Regions from separate parts of the Mus musculus genome. Here all the other regions are linked to region 2. The links are chromatin contacts, called in public HiChIP or PLAC-seq maps. All regions are on one chromosome and are shown on one strand. Each heading gives the region's core, a stretch centred on a gene start, on an enhancer-like site or on the middle of the called end of the contact. The rest is flanking DNA. Distances are from core to core; before and after follow the strand shown.

Region 1 (3,350 bases), core at 154-2,653, 72 kb before region 2:
TTGAGACTGCCTGTGTAAGGACTAAGGTGAGTGATAGAGCAGGACACACACACATGCATACACACCACATACAAAAAAGAAATCAAACACACATAAACCAAAATATCAACCAAAATATCACAATATGTTGCGAGAAGGAAAAAAGGTAGGAGCTCTGACCCTTGAGGACACTGCAGAAAAAATTAGGAGGTCACAAGGAAAAGTGGTGAGTACTCTCAACCTTGGGCAGAGAAGCTTGTTTGCAGTGGGCTTGGGTTAATGCAGACTCATAACCAGTCCAAGTGCTGAAAATAAGTGATTACTAAGTGAATGGCTCTAAATGGGACATCTAGTCACTGGCTCCAAGGTCTAGGAAACAGCACAGAAGAGTGGGCAGATAGGATGCTAAGAGGAGTAGGATGTGGTAGGAACACTGAAAGTATGTCTTTCTGACATGACCTGGCCACTGCACTCAGAACCTCAAGGTAGCTGGGACTACCTGCACGAGAACAACACTGCTTGGGATATGTCATTTTAACATAGATGGAGGAGTGGCTTATGAGGCCCCACCCTAGCTGAGACCCTTTTGGTAGTTGCTGAGGAAAAGGGAGTCATTTTCTTCAGTGTTGCAACCATTGTTAAGTTGCCCTTGCACCAGAGTATGGAACAATCCCACCACTACCATACAAACATACTTTTATAAGCAACCTTAATTAAAGGCAATGGGCTATAAAACAGCAACAAAACAAATAAAACAACAACAAAAACCCTGAGGCAAGAAGGGACTTGTTATAAAGGACTCAGTAGGAATGTGACAGAGTGAAGAGGGAGTAAGAATAATCAAAATATATTATGTATATGGACAAACTGTTAAAAAACTAAAAAAAAAAACACTTCTGGAAGGAGCTACCAGCAGAATGGCTCAGGGATAAGGGTGCAAAAACCAACTCCTCCTGCAAGCTGTCATCTGAACTTCCTTAGGTGTGTTATGGCATCTGTACCCCCCTCTACGCCATAAAAATGAATGTACATAAGAGACAAATGAACATTTAGAAAAGACATCCAAATGTACAAGGCAAAAGCAGTTACACAATTCTGTAAGCAACATGCAAACTACAATCTACCCTACTCTTGTGCCCTACCAATAGCCTGACCAGGCTGCAAGTGTCCACCAGTCAACGGCTAAGCCCCTCCACAGCACCAATCTGCTCCATCACACCAGTGAGGCCTTTCAGCCACACTAGTTACAAGACAGAATATAGGTACAACCCTCAAAAGGTATAAACTTCAAGGACAAAGTGCCAAGACTGGCCAGAGACTCTCCTAAAGAGCTTCAGAACTGCCTAGCAATCAACACTACTAACAGCACAGCATGGTAGTTGCAGAGTGCTGCAGAGGTGGCTCAGGAAAGAGGAGAAAGGCTTCAGGGGCCAAAAGTGGGGCAAGGAGAGAGTGCAGATGTGTAGGATGATAAGAGGTCAGAGACTAAGCCTAGGCTGTAACTGCTCCTTAAGCAGGCACATATGGGAAGTCAGCCACAGCCCAGTGACCTGTCTGCCTTTCAACTTTCTATGGGCTTCCTCCTTATTCCTACAGCACAGAAGGGCCCTGCACAACATCTTAAAAGCTAAGCAGGTCAACCTATGTAAGTCACAAAGCTCAAGTCCCTCTGACCCTTTGTATGTCCTGCTCCTAACAGTGTTACTGTCACCAGAAGATGCAGGTTCTTCCCATGTTAAAAGGAAGAGACTGGAACTCAAGTGGGTGTCAACTATACAAGACTGTGTTGCAAAAGGATGTCCATGCACAGCTCCAACGTCAGCACTTGGAAGATAGAGACAAGATCAGGATTAAGGACATATTTGAGGCCAGCCTAGCTTAAGGGAAAATTTATCCCAAAAGCCAATACTTGAGAGCTAGAAAGGCAGCTTTGTGGTTAAGGGCTCTTGCTGCTCTTGTAGAGGACTGGAGTTCAACTACCAGTACCCATTTAACTAGCTTACACTACACCTTCCTGTAACTCCAGACACAGACAATAGTACTCCCATACGCGCGCGCGCGCGCGCACGCACACACACACACACACACACACACACACACACACAAGTAAAAAATACTTTAAAAAAATGTACTGCTTAGAAGATGTGATAATGGGCGTGGTGGTGCACGCCTTTAATCCCAGCACTGGGAAGATAGAGGCAGGTGGATTTCTGAGTTCCAGGCCAGCCTGGCCTTCAGAGTGAGTTCCAGGACAGCCAGGGCTACACTGAGAAACCCTGTTTCAAAAAACCCAAAAAAAGGGTGACTGGAGAGATGGCTCAGCGGTTAAGAGCACTGACTGCTCTTCCAGAGGGCCTGAGTTCAAATCCCAGCAACCACATGGTGGCTCATAACCATCCATAATGAGATCTGATGCCCTCTTCTGGTGTGTCTGAAGACAACTACAGTGTACTTACATATAATAACAAATAAATCTTTAAACCCCTCCCCCCAAAAAAAGATGTGATAATGATCCAAGTTAGCAAGGTATAATGGAGTATGCCTTTAATCTTAGCACTCAGGAGGCAGAGACAGACAGATCTCTGTGCATTTAGACAGACAGATCTCTGTGCATTTGAGGCCAGTATAATATATATAGCAGACAGCCAGAATTATGTACAAAAACTCTATCTCAAAAAACAAAACAAAACAAAAAGAAGTTCCAGTTCAGTGTCCAGCACCCACATTAGGCAGTTCACCCCTTCTCTACCTCCAGGTCCAGGGGATACACTCACTGTCCTTCTATGGACTCTACAGGTGCTTGCACACACACACACACACACACAAATTCCAAAACAAAACTTTAAAAAAAGAAAGAGACACCTTTAACCCAGCATGCAGGAGGCAAAAGCAGATGGATCTTTCTGAATTTCAGGTCAGCTTGCCTACAAAGCAGGGTCCAGGCCAGCCAGAGCTACAGAGTGAGATCCTGTCTCAAAATTCAAACAAACAAAAAAAGAGCATGCAAGAAAAATTCTGTTGCCTTAAACTGTGGGGAGGGGAGGATAATTTATCTACCTGCTTATACCTAGTTCAGATAAATACTTGGCTGAAATTACTACGTGCCTGATGTTTCCTGGAAATGCTCCAGGGAGAAAATACAAGAGGATGTGTAAACCTCAAGGCATTGAGCAGGAGATGGACGTCCTGGGGCTCATTTCTTTGGGAAGCTCCTCCAGGTCTTCTGTTCTGGTGTAGGAATAAATAAATCCCAGGGCTGTGGGCATGCTGGGCAAATGTCCTACACCTCTGGCTATGCCATGCCCCAGCCCTTTTTCATGGCTTAAGAAAGTCTTGCCGTGGGGCAGTGGTGGCGCACGCCTTTAATCCCA
Region 2 (3,050 bases), core at 290-2,789:
ATAAATGAATCTTTAAAAAGATTTAAAAGGAAAAAAAAGAGAAAAAAGGGGGAATTTAAGGTTAGCCTGTGCTATACATGAGGCCCCAGACAAAAACATTAAGGGCTGGGAATGTAATCAGGGGCACAGGGCTTGCCTGTCACCAGCAAAGGTGGGCGTTCCACCCCCTAGGACTGTCAAAACAACCAGAATAAGAGAATTGTGGCCTGATAACCCGGCTGTGTGGCCCTGAGACTGTCTGTGCTCTGCTTCCTCCCAGGTGGTGGCTGATAAGCTCTTCACACAGGCCCTCTGCTTTAGGACAATTGCCTTGGGAGATCCTCATAGCTGCATCTGGACTCCCGGCCTGTTAAAGGTCAGAGCCCGCACCGATGCCCAAACGGGCTTTGTCGCCCCCTGGCGGCTGCACAGGAAACGTTTCTTCCACAGCGGAGCGTCATGTAGATGGCTAGGCTAAGGTTTAGAGTGGGTTTTTTTCCCCATCACCTTCCGCAAAACGGTATCCCAGCAATGGGGAAGCAGAATGATCTTGAGTTTAAGGGTAGCCTGGGATATTAAAAAAAAAAGAATGAAATTAGAAAACGGAAAACAAAGTCAGACATGTTGGTTCGTGACTAATCACAGAACTTGTAAGGCTGAGGCCAGTCTGGACCACACAATGAGCTCCAGGCCATCCGGGCTATCTCAACCTTTCTTCTAGATTTTTTTTTTTTTTTTTTTTTTTTATGGTTTTTCGAGACAGGGTTTCTCTGTATAGCCCTGGCTGTCCTGGAACTCACTCTGTAGACCAGGCTGGCCTCGAACTCAGAAATTCGCCTGCCTCTGCCTCCCGAGTGCTGGGATTAAAGGCGTGCGCCACCGCCCGGCTTCTTCTAGAATTAATAACACAAAACAAATAAACAACACGAGCGAAGCATGGTGGCGCCTTTAATCCCAGCACTCGAGAGGAAGACGCAGGTGGACTCGAGGCCAGCTATGGCTACACAGAGAACTCTGTTTTGAAAAAAATATATACAACTAGCAGCAACAGCAATACTAATAATAACAACAGAAACAACGAAACAATTAAAATGTTTAGTGTGAGAAGGATTAACACTACTGAACATCTAGTGGTGGGCACCGGGTCACACATAGAAAAAGGGCCAAGTCCTGTTGAAACTGGTATGTGTGGGTGAGAGAACAAGTTACATAGACACACGAACAGGCTGATGCCCTGGTGGGTGGATGGATGCTTGATTGGGTGGATACGTGTATGTATGGGTGGGTTAATGTAGATGTGAATGTGTATACGTATGTGGAAGGGGGTGATGGATGGATGTGTGGGTGGGTGGGTGAGTGGAAGCGGAGCGTGAATGGATACATGGGTAGGCGGATGCGAGGATCGATGGAGAACTTGAGACAGGACAGCAGTCGCGGCTCCTGGACCAGCCTTGGCATTTGCCGCCGACCGTGCCTCTCACCTGGCGGCCTCCCCTTTAAGACGCATTCACCTGGCGGCCTCCCCTTTAAGACGCGCTCACCTGGCGGCTCACCTGGGCGAAGGCGCTTCCGCAGGAAGAAGGAAGCCGCAGCGCTGCCGCCTCTGCAGCTCGCTCTCGCCTCCTAGCTTCACGGACTGCCACCATGTCGGCCTCGGCAGTCTTCATTCTGGACGTCAAGGGCAAGGTGAGGCAGAGGGCGAGGGATCGAGGTACTCCGGGCGAGTCCGCGGGCCTAGGGCTCAGGACCAGGAGCCGGGAACCCGTCCTCTCCAGCCGTCTGTGGCAAGGGGCTTCACCTCTCTTAGAGTCATTTTCCGTGTTTGTAAAATGAGATGCCCACCATCTGAGCGCCCTGAACCAGTGAGCACAGTCCTTCTGCAACCCTGGGGCTCAAAAATGCGCCAAGTGTAACTCTCTGGCTATCCTAGCAAGCTTCTCCAGTGTCGATCAGAGCGGTAGAGATGAAAACAAGAGCCCTGTAATGCAATGACAGCCTGGTCATGTGCCTCAGTGGGCAGCTGGCTGGCCTAGCACACAGACCTAGGTAATGGTCCCAGCGCACTGCATAAGCAGCCATAATTCCAGCACTTGGAAGGTGGAGGCAGAAGGATCAGGAAATCAAGGGAGTTTGAATCGGGCCTGAGCTATGTGTGAGTGACACCCTCACTGTCTCAAAAACAAAACAGGCTCAACAAGCCCAGGCACCGGCTGCCTAAGCCTGGCGACCTGAGTTTAAGTCTCAAACCCAAGTGAAAGGGAATGGAGACCACACACACACAGACACCACACAGACACACACACATACAGACACACACACACACACACACACACACACACACACCAGGCATCAGCATGCTCCCTCACACACTATGCACACAGAAAATAATAGTGCCTGTGAAAAGAAGCTAGCAATAACGACAAGGGGGTCAGGTGTCCTACCATGCACCTGTCATCCTAGCTACTCTGGAAGCCGAGTCAGAGGGATGACCTGAGCTCAGGAGGGCAAGGCCAGCCTGGGCTACAATAGCAAGACAAAACAAAGAAATAGAATAACCTTGAACAAGAACAGCTTAGGAAGGGAGGTTCAGCTCCACTTCTCTGCTTTTTGTGGACATAGTTTAAAACCTCAACTCCTTCAGCCTGGAAAGTGGAGACAAAGACACCTGCCTCAAGGCTGAGAGGTGACAGGCACTGAAACTCCTCAGCAAAGATTCTTCCTCCTCTTCCTCCTCTTCCTCCTCTTCCTCCTCTTCCTCCTCTTCCTCCTCTTCCTCCTCTGTGTGTGTGTGGGCGGGGGGGGGGGGTAGGTGGGGTGGAACCCAAGCTAAGCCAGCACACTGGCACTAAATTACATCTTTTAAATATTTATTTATTTATTTATTTATTTATTATATGTAAGTACACTGTGGCTATCTTCAAACACTCCAGAAGATGGCATCAGATTTCATTACGGATGGTTGTGAGCCACCATGTGGTTGCTGGGATTTGAACTCAGGACCTTTGGAAGAGCAGTCTGCACTCTTAACCGCTGAGCCAGCTCTTCATAGTTTTTAAATTACACTTATTCAT
Region 3 (3,230 bases), core at 114-2,613, 110 kb after region 2:
CCCTGTAGCTTAGGTTGGCCTTGAACTTGCTATGTAGCTGCGGATGACCTCAAACTCTGATCCTGCCCCCATCTTCTAAGTGCTGGGGACACAGGGATGCAACAGCACACTCAGATTTAGTTTCTAGTGGCTTTATTTGACTTTTTAAAAGGGGTTTCCAAATAGAGTCCCAGCTGGTTTTGGACTTGTGGCCATCCTCCAGTCTCTACTTTTGGAATGCTGGGATTAAGGGTGCTCACTAGGCCTAAGGTTTTCTTAACTCCATGTGCTTGTATGCCTGAATGTGTATGTGTGTGTGTGTGTGTGTATGTGCGCGCGCGCTAATGCACAAATGCATGTGTGTGTATGCGTGTCTGTGTATGTGTGTGCTGGGCAGGTGAATTGGAGTGAAGGAGAAAGCTGAGGCAAGAAGTGTGAGGGAAATGGAGAGAGGTGAGAGACAGCTGGGGCAAGATGGGTGTGTGGTGAGAGAAGCTGAGTGGGGTACGTCAGGGGAGAGGGTTGGAGAGAGACGGAAGAGGTTGAGAAAGAGACATATGGGAATTGACAGAGGAAGGAGGGGCATGTGTTGGAAAGGGAAGATGGGAGAGGCAATCACGAACGAGGAAGAGGGCATCTGGGGCACCTGGATACGGTCAGAGTAGTTGTCCAGCAAGAGAACTCCAGAGCTGGTCACTTTCTTCGTCTCTACCATAGTCTTCAGGTCAGCCAGAAGGGTCATGTGCTTGGACATGTCTGTGGCCAGCACCTAAAAGCAAGATATGTCAAGTCAGGGAAGAAAGCTTGCCCACCCTCCCCCTGACATCCACTCTGTTACCTACCCTGGCCCTAGATTTATTTTCCTTTGCCAAACTGCAGGGTTCTTAAGGCCCGCCCCGCCACCAAGCCCCACCCACAGCGCTGGCCCCGCCCACCATGTCGATGACCATCTTGCGCAGGCTCTGCCGCTGGCGCTTGCTGAGGTTCTGGAAGATGTCGCAGTTCTCTTCTTGCAGCAGCTTGAATCCCACAGCCAGGTGGTGGTTCTCAAGCACAGACTCATCGTTGTACATCAATGCCAGCTCCGAATCTGCAGAGTACCACGTGGTACCACCTGGGTACCAAGCCCCGCCCCGTGCGCGCCCAGTCTCCAGTTGGCTTCATTTTCAGACTGACTAGTCCCAGCCCCCTCCTCTGCCACATCGGTGCTTCACCAAATAAACCAAGCATCAGGCGCCTAGACTGTTCCTGCTCCAATCCTCCTCTGGCCGTCCTCACCCTTAGCCTAGCGGGCCCATCCCATCCTCACAAGCCCCGCCCCCACCTGGCTGGCTCCACCCCTAGCTCAGTTGGTTTAATTTCACGCCCCATAAACCAGGTTCACAGGCAGGTTGTTTCCCATCAATATATTAAGCCCCAAAGCTAGCCTTGCCAGCTCCTCCCCTAGCCCAGGTGGTCTAATCTCTACAACACAGGCTCCACCTTCATCCTGACCAGCCCCGGTTCCAGCTAGACCACCTCCATACTTTCATCCCAACGTGAGGGGCTATTCCCACCTCCATTCAACCAGATGTTGCTTCTAGGCCAAATGGCCACGCCCTGAGCCTAACTGTCTCCGCCCTGAAAAGCCACTCACTGGTGTTGATTAGGAACTGGTTGGAGACGCCAGGGTGGTCCACGTCATGGATGGCAGCAGCGAAGAGAGCAGCAAGAATCTCCAGGTCTGTGAACACGGCCTGGGGGCAGGGAGAAGAAGTGAGAGAGAGGCAGAGTCTGACACAGAGGGGACACACAAAAGGGACAGCCCAGACAGAGATGAGGAAGATGGGACTCCAGAAAGAAGAGGAAGAGAAAGATAGATGTAGTGTCTGGGCAGATGATCGCTGAACCAGTAAAGTGCTGGCTACGCAAGCATGACGACCTGAGCTTCAAACCCACACCCCACATTAAAAAGCCAGGCCTGTGGGCTGATCTTGCAATTTCAGCTTTGAGAGAGGGCTGCGTCCCTGGGGCCCCTGGCCAATCTCCCCTACTCAGTGGTTGACCCTGTTTCAAAAATGAAGGTGTTAATCTCAGCATTCAGGAGGCAGAGGCAGGCGGATCTCTATGAGAGCTGTACACCAGCCTGGTCTGGGGATGTGTGGCAACAAGTGACATCCTGACTTGGAACAAGGTAAAGGGACGGTAAGACACAAAGGAGTGTTCTCCGACCTCCACACATGCCCCGTGTGCCCCCTTACACACACACACACACACACACACAGGCCAGTAAAACAAAACAGACACTAGCAAGACTGCTCACTGGGTAAAAGAACTTGCTACTCAGGTAAACATGACTGAGTCTGGTTCCTGGATTTACATAGTAAAAAGGCAGAAAACTCCGTTCCAAAAGTTGTTCTCTGACCTCCACACATAGGCAACAGCACCCCCCAAAAACAAGAGAAGATAGGATTAGAGAAATGGGCTAGAGGAGATGAAGGGACAGACAGGAGGAGGCGGGCACTCACATCCAGTGCAGGCGTGGCCAGCAGCACATGTGTGGACTGTAGCACATCGGCTGCGTGCAGGCTGTTGTGGTAGGCCACGTCAGCGTGGTAGTGGTCCTCCAGCGTCAGCATGTATGTCATCATGGTGTCCACGGGGATGTGGAATTTCTTCAGTAAGTCCCGCTCCTGGGAGCCAGAGCAGAGCAGTGACTCCTGCTGACCCCCAATGCCCCGTCCCAGCCCCTTGGATCCCAGCCAGCTCCCTGTTCGACATCACCTGGAATATCGTATACATGATACAGCTGAGTGAACGGCCTCCAGCGTACTCCGACACACAAAAGATGTTCAGGCCCCATTTGCTCAAGTTCTCCAGTTCCTGGCAGTGACAGGGTAAGAAGTCAGGAGCTTGCATGGTTCAGGGACAGGAAAGCTACTTCCTAGGACTCTGAGCCTCATTACTGTTCACAAATTGCATAAAGTTCAAATGCATGGACATTTTTTTTTTTTTTGAGACAGGGTTTCTCTATGTAGCCCTGTCTTTGTAGACCAGGCTGGCCTGGAACCCAGAAATCCGCCTGCCTCTGCCTCGAAAGTGCTGGGATTAAAGACGTGTGCCACCACCACCTGGCTTGCCTTAAACTTAAAAAAAAAAAAAAAAAAAACCAAAAAACCCAACATATATTTATTTTATGTATATGAGTGCTCTATTTTCATGTATGCCTGCATTACAGAAGAGGGTATCAGGTCCATTGCAGATGGTCACAA

What was found. HiChIP or PLAC-seq counts read pairs in DNA pulled down with a chosen protein or histone mark.
Region 1: a contact with region 2 is called in an H3K27ac HiChIP or PLAC-seq map of double positive thymocytes, with 5 read pairs. The contact joins the enhancer-like site here to the promoter of Ap1m2 in region 2. A contact is called at or near these places in 7 of 39 promoter capture datasets (the C10 cell line, the HPC-7 cell line, cranial neural crest and 4 more), 1 of 15 datasets of contacts at CTCF or cohesin (large pre-B cells), 4 of 484 Hi-C or Micro-C datasets (bone marrow-derived macrophages, embryonic fibroblasts, female germline stem cell-derived STRA8 germ cells and 1 more), 7 of 115 datasets of contacts at active chromatin or transcription factors (the SCID.adh cell line, acute myeloid leukemia, bone marrow-derived macrophages and 2 more) and 3 of 9 other capture datasets (adipose tissue, liver and pancreatic islet).
Region 3: an H3K27ac HiChIP or PLAC-seq map of embryonic stem cells shows a contact between it and region 2, with 5 read pairs. The contact joins the enhancer-like site here to the promoter of Ap1m2 in region 2. A contact is called at or near these places in 6 of 39 promoter capture datasets (the C10 cell line, HPC-7-derived erythroid cells, cranial neural crest and 3 more), 4 of 115 datasets of contacts at active chromatin or transcription factors (bone marrow-derived macrophages, embryonic stem cells, intestinal villus epithelium and 1 more) and 3 of 9 other capture datasets (adipose tissue, liver and pancreatic islet).

The regions. Positions count from the first base shown.
Region 1 is chr9:21,382,319-21,385,668 of GRCm38.p6, reverse strand. The region is part of intron 1 of Ilf3 (interleukin enhancer binding factor 3); the gene reads right to left. Among named protein-coding and RNA genes, the nearest start is that of Gm36198, 13 kb to the right of the region's middle. Within about 2 kb of position 1,403, at least 7 of the 459 cell types and tissues checked have an H3K27ac peak or open chromatin away from gene starts, as enhancers often do. A contact at or near this core is called in the HPC-7 cell line and double positive thymocytes, where this site is marked.
Region 2 is chr9:21,310,822-21,313,871 of GRCm38.p6, reverse strand. Ap1m2 (adaptor protein complex AP-1, mu 2 subunit) reads left to right here and starts at 1,539. Exons shown (of 11, transcript NM_009678.2): 1 at 1,539-1,665. The coding sequence starts at 1,624.
Region 3 is chr9:21,202,809-21,206,038 of GRCm38.p6, reverse strand. Pde4a (phosphodiesterase 4A, cAMP specific) reads right to left here. Exons shown (of 15, transcript NM_183408.3): 9 at 2,743-2,841; 10 at 2,487-2,651; 11 at 1,616-1,715; 12 at 915-1,069; 13 at 626-748. Among named protein-coding and RNA genes, the nearest start is that of Keap1, 35 kb to the left of the region's middle. Within about 2 kb of position 1,363, at least 73 of the 459 cell types and tissues checked have an H3K27ac peak or open chromatin away from gene starts, as enhancers often do. A contact at or near this core is called in embryonic stem cells and pro-B cells, where this site is marked.